2 separate regions of the Mus musculus genome follow, and region 2 is linked to region 1. Evidence: chromatin contacts called from public promoter capture Hi-C data. All regions are on one chromosome and are shown on one strand. The core of a region is the stretch at or near the end of the contact, and the rest is flanking DNA. Distances in the headings are between cores, read along the strand shown. Region 1 holds the start of Atp4b (ATPase, H+/K+ exchanging, beta polypeptide). Region 2 holds the start of Champ1 (chromosome alignment maintaining phosphoprotein 1).

The links. Promoter capture Hi-C pulls out the DNA fragments that hold promoters and counts their contacts.
Region 2: a contact with region 1 is called in a promoter capture Hi-C map of 3T3-L1-derived adipocytes, with 7 times the contacts expected there. The contact joins the promoter of Champ1 here to the promoter of Atp4b in region 1. A contact is called at or near these places in 3 of 39 promoter capture datasets (3T3-L1-derived adipocytes, the C10 cell line and embryonic stem cells), 2 of 115 datasets of contacts at active chromatin or transcription factors (bone marrow-derived macrophages and pancreatic cancer cells) and 4 of 9 other capture datasets (adipose tissue, liver, macrophages and 1 more).

Annotation. Positions count from the first base shown.
Region 1 is chr8:13,393,883-13,400,785 of GRCm38.p6, reverse strand. Atp4b (ATPase, H+/K+ exchanging, beta polypeptide) reads left to right here and starts at 4,008. Exons shown (of 7, transcript NM_009724.2): 1 at 4,008-4,144. The coding sequence starts at 4,033.
Region 2 is chr8:13,866,661-13,873,563 of GRCm38.p6, reverse strand. Champ1 (chromosome alignment maintaining phosphoprotein 1) reads right to left here and starts at 3,923. Exons shown (of 2, transcript NM_181854.2): 1 at 3,753-3,923.

The DNA of each region.
Region 1 (6,903 bases), core at 2,759-5,258:
AGACAGGAGCCTAGCAGGGCTGTCCTCTGAGAGGCTCTGCCAACAGCTGACTGAGACAGATGCAGATACTTACAGCCAATGATTGGACTAAGGTCTCAGACCTATGGGAGGGTTAGGGGAAGGAGTGAAGGAGCTGAAGGGGATGGCAACCCCACAGAAGACCAAGAGTGTCAACTAACCCAGGCTCCTCAGAGCTCCCAGAGACTAAACCACCAACCAACGAGCATACATGGGCTGGTCTGTGGCCCCTGGCACATGTGTAGCAGAGGACTGACTGCCTTGTCTGGCCTCAGTGGGAGAGGATAAGCCTAGTCCTGTAGAGACTTGATGTCCCAGGGAAGAGGGTGAGGTAGATGTAGGTGAGGGGGTTAAGGGAGAGCACCCTCTCAGAGGTAAAGGGGAGAGGGCGCCGGAAAGGGGGACAACATTTGGAGTGTAAATAAATAAAACAATAATTTAAAAAAAGAACCAATGCCCAACTTTAAAGAATATACTGTGGAGGGTGATTTCAAAAGAACACTCATGCTGGGCGTGGTGGTGCACGCCTTTAATCCCAGCACTCAGAAGGCAGAGGCAGGCAGATTTCTGAGTTCAAGGCCAGCCTGGTCTACAAAGTGAGTTTCAGGACAGCCAGGGCTACACAGAGAAACCCTGTCTCAAAAAAACAAAAAAAAAGTACAAAGTCTTTAAGAGTAACAAAGAAATGACCAGACCTGAATTGCAAAAGAAAATAAAAAGAACACTTGTCTCCAAAAATGCCACATTGCCTCTTCCTCTAACGACACCATAACCACACTATCTCTCTTGGGGTTTTGGAATTTGCTAGCAGAGGGCTGACTGGTTGTATCTAAATTTACAAGTGTAATAGACTCATATACAAGGGAGCACAAAGCAGGGTGGCATGTGCCCCACACACACACCTCACACACACACACACCACCAGCAGACATTCACCTCGGACTGGGGGAAGGGATACAGCATGAGGGGAACCTGTAACAAAGCAGTTCTCATAAAATACAGAACTAAGCCAACCATAGCTGTGCACACCTTTGATCCCCGCACATGAGAGGCAGAGGCAAGCAGATCTCTGTGAGTTCAAGGCCAGCCTGGTCTACAGAGTGAGTTCTAGGATAGCCAGGCCACAGAGAAACCCTGTCTCAAAAAAACAAAACAAAACAAAATAATCATGGAAACTATAAGCCTTGTATACAGATGCTGTGCAAGTTTACTGTAATGATGGAAAACATCACCAACATGGCACCGCTAGAGCCTCATGGGCCTGTGTCGTGTTTTACTTGTGACCTCCAGGTGGAAACGCCTTTAGCACACCTTGTTCCAAATCCCACCATGGCTGGACCCAGGGCCACACACCATAGGTTCTCTTTTTGGATGGAATTGGAGTGCTGTCTGGGAGTGTGTGTGTGTGTGTGTGTGTGTGTGCGCCCGCATGTGCTCAAGACTGTATTAATTCATTTGATTATTTCCAGTTACATCTTTACATCTCTTCTTGAAAACGGCATAATTTGCAGCTGACAGAAATCCATTGTGTGTATCCGCTAACCATTGCTCTGTTGTCAAACACTTAAGTTGCACCTATAACTCGGCTATTGTGAATACAGCTACAATAAACACTGATGTGCAGGTATCTCTGGCATGTGCAGAGTCCTTTGGGTGTAGAATGAGGAGTGGTATAGCAGGGTCATGTGGAAGATCTGCTCTAAGATATCTTTTTAATTTCCTGTCTTCTCTCTGTAGTTCCTGCTCCTGTTTAATGGAAGGCGTCCGTGGCGGCAGGTGGTTTCTTGGGTCTTTCCCCTCCTGGCCAAAGTCCAGCGGAAATAACTCCATGGGGTCACTAGAGGTTAATCGTCATATGACCCTCCCTTACCAGCAGCCCTCATGGCTGACTGTTCAGGTGACACTCAGTGTACTTCTTAAACTGTCTATTGACATTGTGTGCCTTGTATGGAAACAGGGCTTCACAGTCAGCCATGGTCTCTCACCCGTTCTCCATTTCTGTTTTCCATGGTCTGAAGCTGACTTCAAGGAAGTTCTTCCTATCTTCAGGTTGAGAAGGGCCCAGACCTGCCCTAAAATCTTCCTACTTCTCTCGTACAGCCAAAAGCAAGGAGCCTGAGAGCCTGGCCTCATACAAAGCCATATTGGGGAATAAGGAGAACAAAGATCCCGTTTGCTTGTGGCTCAGGGCACAGCTTGAGTGGCTTCTCAGGACACCGTCTTCCCGGCCTATGTTTCCAGAGCCCATCTTGATTGCCTCCCACACCCAAGGGCATGACCACTGAGCCTCTTGTCATCTCTTTGGACAGGTCTGTCGGCAGCACATTCTCTGACTTTTCCTTCATTTGACAATGTCTAGATTTTCCTTTTACTCCTAAAGATTTTTCTAGATGTGGGGTTCTGGCTTGATCACCCTTTCCTTTCAGCACTTAAAAAAAAAGATTTAATTTTCTCTTATGCATATAAGTGTTTTGCCTGAACGTATGTAAGTGCACTACTTAGATACACATATATAAGTGCACACTACACGTGCCCGTGAAGGTCAGAAGAGAGAATTCGAACTCCAGGAATTAAAGTCACAGATGGTTGTAAGCTGCCATGTGGATGCTGAGAACTAAACCCAGGTCCTTTGTAAGAGCAGCAAGAGCTCTTAACCACCAAGCCATGTCTTCAATTTCCTCTTCCAGCACTAAAAAAATCATTGTGGGCTGAGCGATGGTGGCACACGCCTTTAATCCCAGCACTTGGGAAGAAGAGGCAGGTAGATTTCTGAGTTCAAGGCCAGCCTGGTCTACAAAGTGAGTTCCAGGACAGCCAGGGCTACACAGAGAAACCCTATCTCGAAAACAAACAAACAAGCAAACAAAAAAAAAAATCATTATGAAATTTTATTCAGGCCTCTAACACCATGTGTGGAAGAGAGGGGAATTTTACAACTTCCGGGTGGGGTAAAGGTCTAGAGCTCTTTCCTCTGGGTCTGTTTGGTGGAACACACAGTTCTGTGTTCTCACACAGTAGAGAAACAGCCTCAGCCCTCCTCCCACAGACACACGATCAGGTCATGCTGACAATCCATGTATGGTCCAGACCCTACTCATGCTTCCAGAACCTCAGAGGTGGAGTTAGGGAAATGGAGCTTTAAAAAGCTCAGTAATAACTCAGCATTTTGTTCACACATGGAGCGCCTCCATGCTCACTGAGAGACAATGGCTGTGACTCTAAGATACCTTCATGCTCTTGGTTGCCAGACCCCAGGCTTGGGTTTGCATACACAAGCTAGCTCTAACCACCCAGGTAATTTCAGGTGCCCAGACCTCTGACTCCAGGCCTACAGGCAATTTCCAGGCCCTGAATACCTAGATCCAGGTTTGTCTAACATGCTCTCTCTCTCTCTCTCTCTCTAAATATATATATATATATATATATATATGTGTGTGTGTGTGTGTGTGTGTGTGTGTGTGTGTGTGTGTGTATATATATATATATATATATATATATATATATATATATATACACATGGGTATGCATATCTCCACAGGAGAATACTGAGGACAGGGCTGTGGGGCCACTCCAGGTAGTTGTAGGCACACTTTAAGCACCTTCTCCACCATCTTGAGGAGGAGGGGAGTCTCCAGGAAGCAGTTCGAGGTCCCAGGGACCTGAGTGGTGAGGTGGCAGGTCTCAGGCCTAGGGCATTTGACCTAGAAGCTGCCAGTATGTGTTTTCCCTCCTGAAGGGCAGGTGAGGCACAACCCAGAGGCTGTTCACATCAGACATGCTTCCCTTCAGCTAACATCAGGGTAGATGAAGTTGCCAGCCAAGGGCACCCCAAGGACCAACTGACTTCTGGGACAGCGGAGGGCAGATAGCAAGCAAGCTCCAACCCTCCCTTGTGTTTGTAGAGGCGATAGTAGAGAACTGATAGCCGGTTCTGATGCCTTTGGCCTCACACAGAGGAGACTATAAGCCCTAGAGGACGCTTCCTGGGCCCAGTCCAGGCAAGCAGGAGAGGACATGGCAGCCCTGCAGGAGAAGAAGTCATGCAGCCAGCGCATGGCCGAATTCCGGCACTACTGTTGGAACCCGGACACTGGGCAAATGCTGGGCCGCACCCCAGCCCGGTGGGGTAGGTGTGGGCCATGTGAAGGGGGGATGGGGTGAGGCAGAGGGCTAGCAGCCAGCAGGACCCAGGCCCTGCTGGGATACCTGGAAACACTCTACAGGCCATGCCTCACCTCTCAGCAGGAAGTTAGGGTCCCCAGATGGCCCTGAGGCTCAGACTCCAGAGAGACTGCCATGCAGGTCCGAGACTGGCCCCAAGTTCACCCATAATTTGGAAACAGCATTTTAAAGCTGTTTCTGAAACTAATATTTTAAGTTATAGAAAGTGATGATAGTTTCTTGTTCAGGTCACTTGGGGGGCAGGGATTTATTTCAGTGATCTTATCCTATGGTGAGAGTTGCCATGACTCTAACATCCCAGGTGTGGTTGGAGATATCCCCGGTTTCCAGGCTATATCTGAAAATAGCCCTGTGTAGCTATCGTTCTTAGGTATGGACTAGGTAGGCTAGGCAGGTATATTCAGAGGGTTTTTTTCCCTTATGCCTGCCCTGTGGCGACCTGGGAGGTGGTCAGGTGGGGGGACACTTCCTTCTGGGGCTACTATAGGAGCAGAAAAGTCCTCACTCCCAGGAGGCTGTGCACCTGTTCAGAATACCCCCCCCCCAACACACACACACAGAGTAAGTCTTCCACAAACATGAAGTACTCCTGAGACCCCAAAGAGTAAATATCTTTCAAGTTCTCCAGGACCCATGGCGTGGGAGCTACAGACAGCGCTGGGGAGGGCAGTGAAGGCTTTACAGGGCTATACACTGGAGAATACAAACACAGGGTGGGTGCCGCCTTACTCCTTAGAAGGCAGGTCCCAGGGCCTGTCCTTTTGTGTTCCCACAGCAGCCATAGGGGTCTATAGTCCAAGGTCCTCCAGGTCTGCGCACAAATTAAAGGCCGTTTTGGCTGACCCACGCAGACCCATCTCGGGGGCTCGGGAACTGAGATGAGGTTCACAGAGAGAGGAACCTGCTGATTCAGCTAGCCCCAGCTCAGCCTGGACAGACTACTACATGGAAAACACACTGTTCATGCAGAGGGAGATGTGGTACACCCCCCTCAAGCCTCTGAGACCCCCTAGGGCAGAGAGCGCCCCTGAGTCCCAGGTGACTTAGGAAAATACAACCAGTTCCAAGGCGGAGAAGAAACAGTCCACCAGTGGGAAACAGAAGCAGAGCTGGTTCTGGGACCATCCCAGGAAGTGGGTCACCTGAAGAAGGGACAGCAGATAGAGCCCTGAGGCAAATGACAGATGGGGGTGGGTTGCCAACTATCCCCTCGGGAAGCTTGTACAGAGGCCATTGTAGCTGCCAAGCCTCCTTGATGACTATAATGCCACTCAGAACTTTCTGGAATGGATTCACAGCCTGATCAGAAGACATGGACTGGGTGTCTAGCGATGACAATCTCAGGAAGAAAGCATACTTCCAGTGAAATGACAGAATCCAAGTTACTCTTAGGGGAGGAGGCACACACAGAGGAAACGGGGGGTGGGGGGGACAGAGATCATAGACTGAGAACAGCATACATAAGTCTCAGTGACTTGGGGCACACCCAGCCACCTGGGCCACACTCTCTGTGTGGCATGGAACTCTAACCAACAGTGGCTCTCGGGCTGTGGGGTTCCACGGCATTGCCCACGTGAGGAATCAGACTTGATGGTGGCAAGGTTGGGATCCTTCGACTGGAGATGTTGAGCCCTGGCTCACAGCTGGTAAGTCAGTAAGTGGGTCTATGAGGGGGACGGACAAGCAGCAAAGCTGAGGTTCCTCCCTGTGGGAGCTTGGGTCCCGGGAAGGTAGATGAGTTGGCCAGAAGCCACATAGGGAACTGTAGTGAGCACGCCAGCCCTCCGATGGGAAATGCCCTATGCTGGTCCTTTCAGAACAAGCTTGGACATTCGCCCCTGTAGACCATGCAGCTAAGTAGGTATACAATGCTGTCAATCATATGAGCACAAGGCCAGGCGATTGGATGCTACAACAGCCAAACCCAAGAGGAGTACAGCGTCTCCGTGGAACCACAGTTCTGAGACAAGCCACTGCTGCTCTGGCCCTCCAGGGAGGCCCTGTTGGTCCCACAGCTGGCCTCTCGCCTGCAACCTCCCCACCGTCTCGCATGCCCTGCTCTCATGCCCTCTCTGCTTAGGCCTGCTCTTTAGTAACTTTTGGAGGTCACTGGAGAATGACACACCCACTCTGCCGTGCATTCAGAAGATTTTCTGAGCACACATTTTCTTAAGAGATCTTCCCAGGAAGCCAAAGTCAAGAGCAGCACAAAAGACTTTTCCTGCCAGCATATTTCTTCGCTTGGCTAGAAATTATCAAAACATGACGGTGGGCACTTCACAGTATCCCAAGCCCAAGGCTGTGCCCCAGAAGAGTGCGGATCAGACTTGAATTTGAAAGAAATGTCACCGGGAAGTCTTCAGTCAGGAGCCCATGGAGCCTGGCTCACATCCGGGTTGGAACACTTGCTGCTAACCATGGCTCCTCTACAGATGATGTCTGAAGCAACAGTGTTGAGAGCTGTAGGAGCCGCACCCACCTGGCATGCCCTATGTCCCTCTTCTCTGTAGGTCATGGGGCAAACTCCTGCCAGGTCCTCGGCACAGCCTGATACATACCCAGCCACAGTCCTACCCGATCAGATCGTGCACTGGGGGCCTCCTTGGTCAGCAGCTGCCTTTGTCTTCCTGTAATATGAACAGAAGAGACTCCAGGGTGTGGAGGGATAGGCTCTGGGATTCAGCCTTGCTGGTGATCAGTATA
Region 2 (6,903 bases), core at 2,674-5,173, 470 kb before region 1:
CTGGAGCTTGCCATGTAGACCAGGCTGGCCTTGAACTCATGGGACTCTCCCTTCTTCTGGTTCTCAAGAGATGGAACTAAAGAAAGGTGGTTTTTTTCCTCTGTACAGTCCATTTTGTTACCCAACAGGCAACCCATCCACCCTTTAGAGGGGTCACCCTAAAGCACAGGCAGTCCTTCCTTTCAATTCCCTCAAACCTAGTCAGATGCATAGTCAGCATCCTAGTTACCCCAGACAGCTCAGCTCTCATAGAGCCAGGTTCACCCCTGTAGCCCTTTCCTGTCCCTGGCACTGTGTGCTCAGAAAGTACTTGATCAGTCCTCAGATTGCTCTGTGACGACGCAGACTTTATAAGCAAAGGAGACCTGTGTGCTCGTGTCAAGACATCAAGAGCTGGAAAGGGGGTGAGAAGCCCAAGGTCATCCTCAGCTGCACACTGTGTTCCAGGCCTGGGACACAGAAAAGCTGTCTCAGAAATAAAGCACCAAAAACCCCAGCTGAGAAAACTCAGCCCTAACAGGATCTGCTTAACATCAGGCAAAAAAGCAGAGCCTGGCAAAGGACAGACGCAGACACAGCAGAGGAAAGCCAGCACAATCAGCTGAGGACCCCTAGCGAGCATCTGTAATCCACACATCAACTGCATCAACTGTAGGGCAGCCCTACAGTTTCCAAGAATGCTCTGTTGAGTGTGTGCTGCTACTGAGATGAAAGTGAATAAATAATAAATAAATGAAAAACAAACAAACAAACTTGCAGGTAGATCGCCCACCTCATTCTGCCAAGGGGAGATTACAGGTGTGTACCACCATGTCAAGTAATCCATTACAGCTATCTTACTATTAAACTTTTTTTTTTAATTCTTTTTTTTTTTTTTTTGTTTTTTGTTTTTTTAAGATAGTGCTTCTCCATGTAGCCCTAAATATCCTGGAACTCTCTCTGTACACCAGGCTGGCCTTGAACTCAGAGATCTGCCTGTCTCTGCCTCCCAAAGCATATGCCGCCACCACCACCCAGTAGATAAAAATACTTTTAAGGGTCTTTGTAAGAGGTGTAGTTTAATGGAATTGCACTTGCCTGGCATGGGTAAGGCCAAGGGCCTGACTCAATTATTAGCAATAGAAAGAATGGAGGCAGGGTATCGGAGCAAGCTGGGAAAATACGTAAAGCACACCATGTTGACAAGCAGTATTTAAACATTATCACTTATGAATATCAATATGTCACAAAGGGAAACTATGGGTAATACAGAAAAGTCTTACTTTTTTAGATTTATTTATGTGTGAGTATTTTGAACACATTTATGTCTGTGCACAGTGTGTGCCTGGTGCTCATGAAGGTCAGAAGAGGGCATTGGATTCCTTCAACTGAGGCTACAGACGATTGTGAGCCACCAAGTAGGTGGTGAGAATTAAACCTGGGTTCTCTACAGCAACAAAAAGATCTCTTAGCGGCTGAGCCAGCTCTCCAGCCCCAGAACATTTTATAAAATGCTTTATCATGAATTGGAACAAAGTGTTTGTCAGCAGTACCACACACTGAGAAGCTAGCAATCAATACAAGACCAGAAGGACTAAGAGCTCAACCTCTTTGTTTTACAATAGAGAAAAATGCTCAGAGTAACTCTTCTTTTCAAATTTTATAAGCATTTTTGAGGTTTTTCTTTTCAATTAAAAAAAATAGTTTTCATACAGTATAGTCTGATCACTTCCTATCCCTCACTCTTCCCAGATCCTTCCCACCAACCCAAGTCCATGCCCTTTCTTGAAAGTAATTCTTCAAGGGCTTGACTCTTGAGTCTTTGCTGAACAATGTGCCTAGACTCCAGTGTGGATTCCAGCACTTCTAACACTAACTGTAAAAAGACTCTAAAAGTCTGCGCGCTGGTCCCTGGTGCACTCTGGCATCCGCACCTACTCCCTCCCACTTTCTTCCTGGAGACCTAATACTAGTTATGGACAGTCCTGCTTTGTTTCTTGACACAGGGTCTCTAGGCCGTCCTAGCTGTCCTGGAACTCATCATGTAGACCAGGCTGGCCTCCAACTCACAGAGCACCACTTTCCCCTGCCTCCCGAGTTCTTGGACGAAAGGCATCGAGTCACCATACCTGGTCTTGATAGTCCCTTAAAAATACACTTTGATATATGTTTTATGTTAAAACTCCAACACAGAACATGTGTGAGCTTAGTGGATATGTAAGCTACACTAGTTGCCAACTTAACACACCTGGGATACAGGAACCTCACCTGAAGAACTGTCTCCATCATAGTGATTTAATAGGCATCTGTGGAGCATTTTCTTGATTTATGATTGATGTGGGAAGCACAGCCCACGGTAGCAGGTACTGTCCCTAGGTGTGTAGGCCTTTGCTGTATAAGAAAGGGAACTGAATTGTGAGTTTGGGAACAAGCTAGAACACAGCTCTACTCTGTGTTTTCTGCTTGAGTTCCTGCCCTTAATTCCCTCAACAATGGACTATAACCTGTAAGATGAGATTGATCCTTTCCTCCCCACAGGTGTTTTTTGATCACAGCAACAGAAAGCAACCTAGGATGTTGGCACTATTAGTCTACGTATATACTAATAAGACTGTTCTTTCTTTTTTTAAAAAAAGATTCATTATTATACATAAGTACACTGTAGCTGTCTTCAGACACCCCAGAAGAGGGCATCAGATCTCATTACAGATGGTTGTGAGCCACCATGTGGTTGCTGGGATTTGAACTCAGGACCTTTGGAAGAGCAGTCAGACCTCTTAACCATTGAGTGATCTCTCCAGCCCAAGACTGTTTTTTCTTATTATTATTTTATTATATATAAGTACACTGTAGCTGTCTTACAAATGGTTGTGAGCCACCACGTGGTCACTGGGATCTGAACTCAGGGCCTTTGGAAGAGCAGTCAGTGCTCCCAACCACTGAGCCACCATCTCTCCAGCCCATAAGACTGTTCTTTATGAATAGCCTTTTTTTTTAAGGTTATACATTTTTGACTGGTTGTTTTTCTTTAAAAACTACAACAACAACAACACAAAGCACAAATAACCCTTACGTTTCTACACGTTTTCCAATTCCATTAACAACTTGTGTTGATCAGTGAGCTAATTTGTAACAAGTGTCACTTTTTTGTTCCCAAGTCCTGGGATGGAACCCAAGGCCTCACTCTTGCTAAGCACGGGCTCACCATCGAGCCGCAGCGTCAGCCTAATTTAGGAGATCCACAGTTTACAGGAGAGACAGTGCATGGCCACGTGTGTGCCACTAACAGTGTAGCTAATGGCTCTGAGTTCCTTGTGTTCTTGACAAGCAAGATCCGTTGACCTGGGGGTAGAACTTCTGGGCACCGAGCGATCTTTAGATTAATTAAATGTTTGGGAATACTAGATTGGCACCGGTTTACACTCCACAGTCAAGTGCCAAAGCGCTGGCCCTTTCTCGGGAAAACACCCCGCTAGGCTGCAGCCATCCATCCGAAAGGGTACCTGGGCGAGGCTAAGCCCGGATACGGTCCACGTCCAGAGACCTTCGGAGCCTCGGGACAGCAGCCCTAAAGCAGATTCCAGACCGATACCGCCCCCTCCCATCCTGTGCGCCGCCACGCAAGAAAAACACAAGGCTGGCCCCGGAGGCGGAGAGCAAGGATGAGGCCACCGGGCGCTCCGGCCTCCAGGCCGCGCCAAGCGCACCACGGCGCCCGCCCTCCCGCCGAACCCTGCAGCCCGTACCGAGGCGCCCGCCCGCCCGCTCCTCACCATCCGGCGAGGCGTCCTGAAGTGAAGAGGAGGAAACGCCCACAGGAAACTCTGGGCTGGCTGTGCGGCCTCGGGAATGGCGGCTGGACGCAGGACCAGCCGGGAAGTACCGCGCGCTCGCACCGGAAGTGCCGTCGCGTGCCTCCGGGTCGCCCCCTTCCCCCGGCCCCTAAGGTTCCCAGCTGGGCTGTGCCGGAGGAAGCAAGGGCCCAGCCCCAGGCCTGGGCTTCTGTCTCTTTGCTTAACCCCTCTTTTGATTGTTTGGGTTTTTTGTTTGTTTGTTTGTTTGGTAGGTTCGTTTTGATTATTTTTGTCTTTTGATTTGTTCCTTCCTAATAAGGATGCGTTCATTCATTCATTCCAATAAGACATACTGTCTAAACTAGAAATACAAGGCAAATACAAAGCTTTTCGAAGGCAGTAAACAGGTTTCATGTCTCCAAACACAAAACTCTAAAAATTGGCTTCAATTGCAATTGAAATGTATTCACTTTTAGTTTTAGTATTAGTCTGTTTGCTTTGAAAGATTGTGAGGACCTAGTTTACCTTACTTTATACACCTATGTAATTTCTTAAGCTTTTGCCTTTTTGTTGTTATTGGTGGTGGTAGTGGTTTGATTCCTTGCATTTTGGACTTGAATGATGATAGAAATGAACCCAGGGCCACCTTATTTAAGCATCCCACGCTGTCTGACACATAACACATTAGTGACTTTGTTTTTTTTTAAGACCGTCTCTCCCTATGTAGCCCTGATATCCACCTGTCTCTGCCTCCTTTCAGGTGCTGGGCTCAAAGGCACGAGCCACCACAAGCATTCCTAACCCACTTTTGGGAATCCATGACCGTTTGCACCAACAGTCACTGTCTAAGAGTCAGCAAGCACACTTCTTGATCCCAAGTGCTGGGATTAAAGGTGAGTGCCGCTAGGCATGGTGGTGCACGCCTTTAATCCCAGCACTCGGGAGGTAGAGGCAGGCAGATTTCTGAGTTTGAGGCCAGCCTGGTCTACAAAGTGAGTTCCAGGACAGCCAGGGCTATACAGAGAAACCCTGTCTAGAAAAACAAAAAAAATCAAACAAACAAAAAAAAAAATGAGTGCCACCACTGCCCAACTTGTTTTCAATTTTTGAGGTGCTGGAAGTCTAACCCTTGTTATTCTAAGTGAGGATGTTTGGCACCTTCAAGGAACTTAGGGGAGGAAAGGGTTTACTTTATAAGATACTGAGGAAACTCAAGGCAGGAACCTTGAGTAAGCAGAGACCTTGGTGCTATTCCTAGCTGGCTTTCTTCTAGATGGCTTGTTACCTTCCTTATACAGCCTAGGCCCACCTGCCCAGGTACGGAACAGCCCCCAGTGTGTGGGGGTCTCCCCACATAAGTTAGCAATCAAGAAAATGCTCCACAAAAATGCCCACTAGTGCTCTTACACTCTTGCCTCTCTTGCCTCTCGCCCCCTTGTTCCTCATCTCTCCCCATTCCCTTCCCCTTTCTCTCCATATGTTCATGGCTGGCCTCTGCTTCTCTGCTCTCTCCTTCTCTCTGCCTCTCTCTGCCTCTGCTACCCTCTTAACTCCCCTCCCCATGCCCTGAATAAACTCTATTCTATACTAAAAAAAAAAATGTCCAATAGTCAATCTGATGCAGAAAATCCCTCTGTTGAGGCTCTCTACAGATATCCTAGTGCTCTGAAGAATAAGGCCAGGGCCCCAGGCTGACAGCATCTGATGCTGAGTCCTGAGGCAGGTCTGAGGAATCTAGCAAGTGCCCAGAAGGCACCAGAACTGCTTCTGGCTGGAGAACCCCATTGTGAGAATTATACTGTAGTGGACAGATGATTTTGCTTGTTAAGGTTCTGTTGCATATTAAGCCAGGAAGGACTTGAGCAATGGCTCAGTAGTTAAGAGCATTGGCTGCCCTTCCAGAGAATCTGGGTTCTTCTCTTCCTGGAACCTGTTTGGAGCCAGGTTAATCCAAGGCTTCCTCAGAGGTTCCAATGAAAGGACAAAGGGAACATTAGTTCTGTGTCCTTGCCAAGAGGCTGACTTGGTAGGTCTAGTTTGGGGCTAGGGCCGGGACCTGAAAGGAGTTAAAGTTTCAGTCCCTGGGAAGCCAACATTCCTTTCTCCTTTACCCCCACTCCCAGGGTATGGTCTTAAGGCAGCTGTGTCTATGTTCTCTTTGCCAACACTGATTTAGCTTTCTGTTGACCTTGGCCCATTTCCTGCTACTAAGAGAATGTAAGATGCTGCATTTATTAGTAACCTTGCCTGGCATGAGCCATAGCTGTGCTAGACTTCCTGATCCCAAACCTGCCTATCTTTTTACTCCCTGCTCCTTCTTCTCATGCTCTTATCACTGAAAAAAAAAAACCAATCTGCTGGTCCAAGTCACACATGGTAGCTCACAAACATCTGTAACTCCAGTTTCAGGGGATCTGACATAGTCTTCTGGCCTCCTCGGGCATTAGGCATGCACCCATACAGATAAAACAAACAAAAAGCAAACAAAACAATATCCTACTGGGAACCCAGGCTCTGTCCACTCCTGAAACCTTCTGAGCAGAGACTGCACACCTCCTTGGTCACACTTAGGAGTGCTCCATAGAATGATAGAGGTCCTATACCAAGTCCTGGACCAGAGTCAGTCACCGGGTGTAGTGGCTATTCCTGGTTGTCAACTTGACAATATTTGGAATGAACTACAATCCGGAATTGGAAGGCTCACCAGTGACCCTTATCTGGAGGCTTGGAGATCCTTATCTGGATCTTGGTTTGAAGATCTTGAGCCATAGTGGCTATGGATTCCAGAAGATTGAATCTCCGAGTTAAGGAACACACCTTTAATCTGGGCTATGCCTTTCATCTGGGATTAAAGGTGTGGTGGAACACACCTTTAATCTGGGCTACACCTTTTGCTGGAGACAATATAAGGACATTGGAAGAAGGGAGTCTAGCTCTTGCTCCTGCTCCTTCGCCTGCTTGCTGCGTGAGACTGAGTAACTGCTAGATCCTTGGACTTCCATTCACAGCTGTGACTGAACGATTGTTGGGAATTGAGCTGCCGACTGTAAGTCATCAATAAATTCCTTTATTATCTAGAGACTATCCATAAGTTCTGTGACTCTAGAGAACCCTGACTAATACAGAAGTT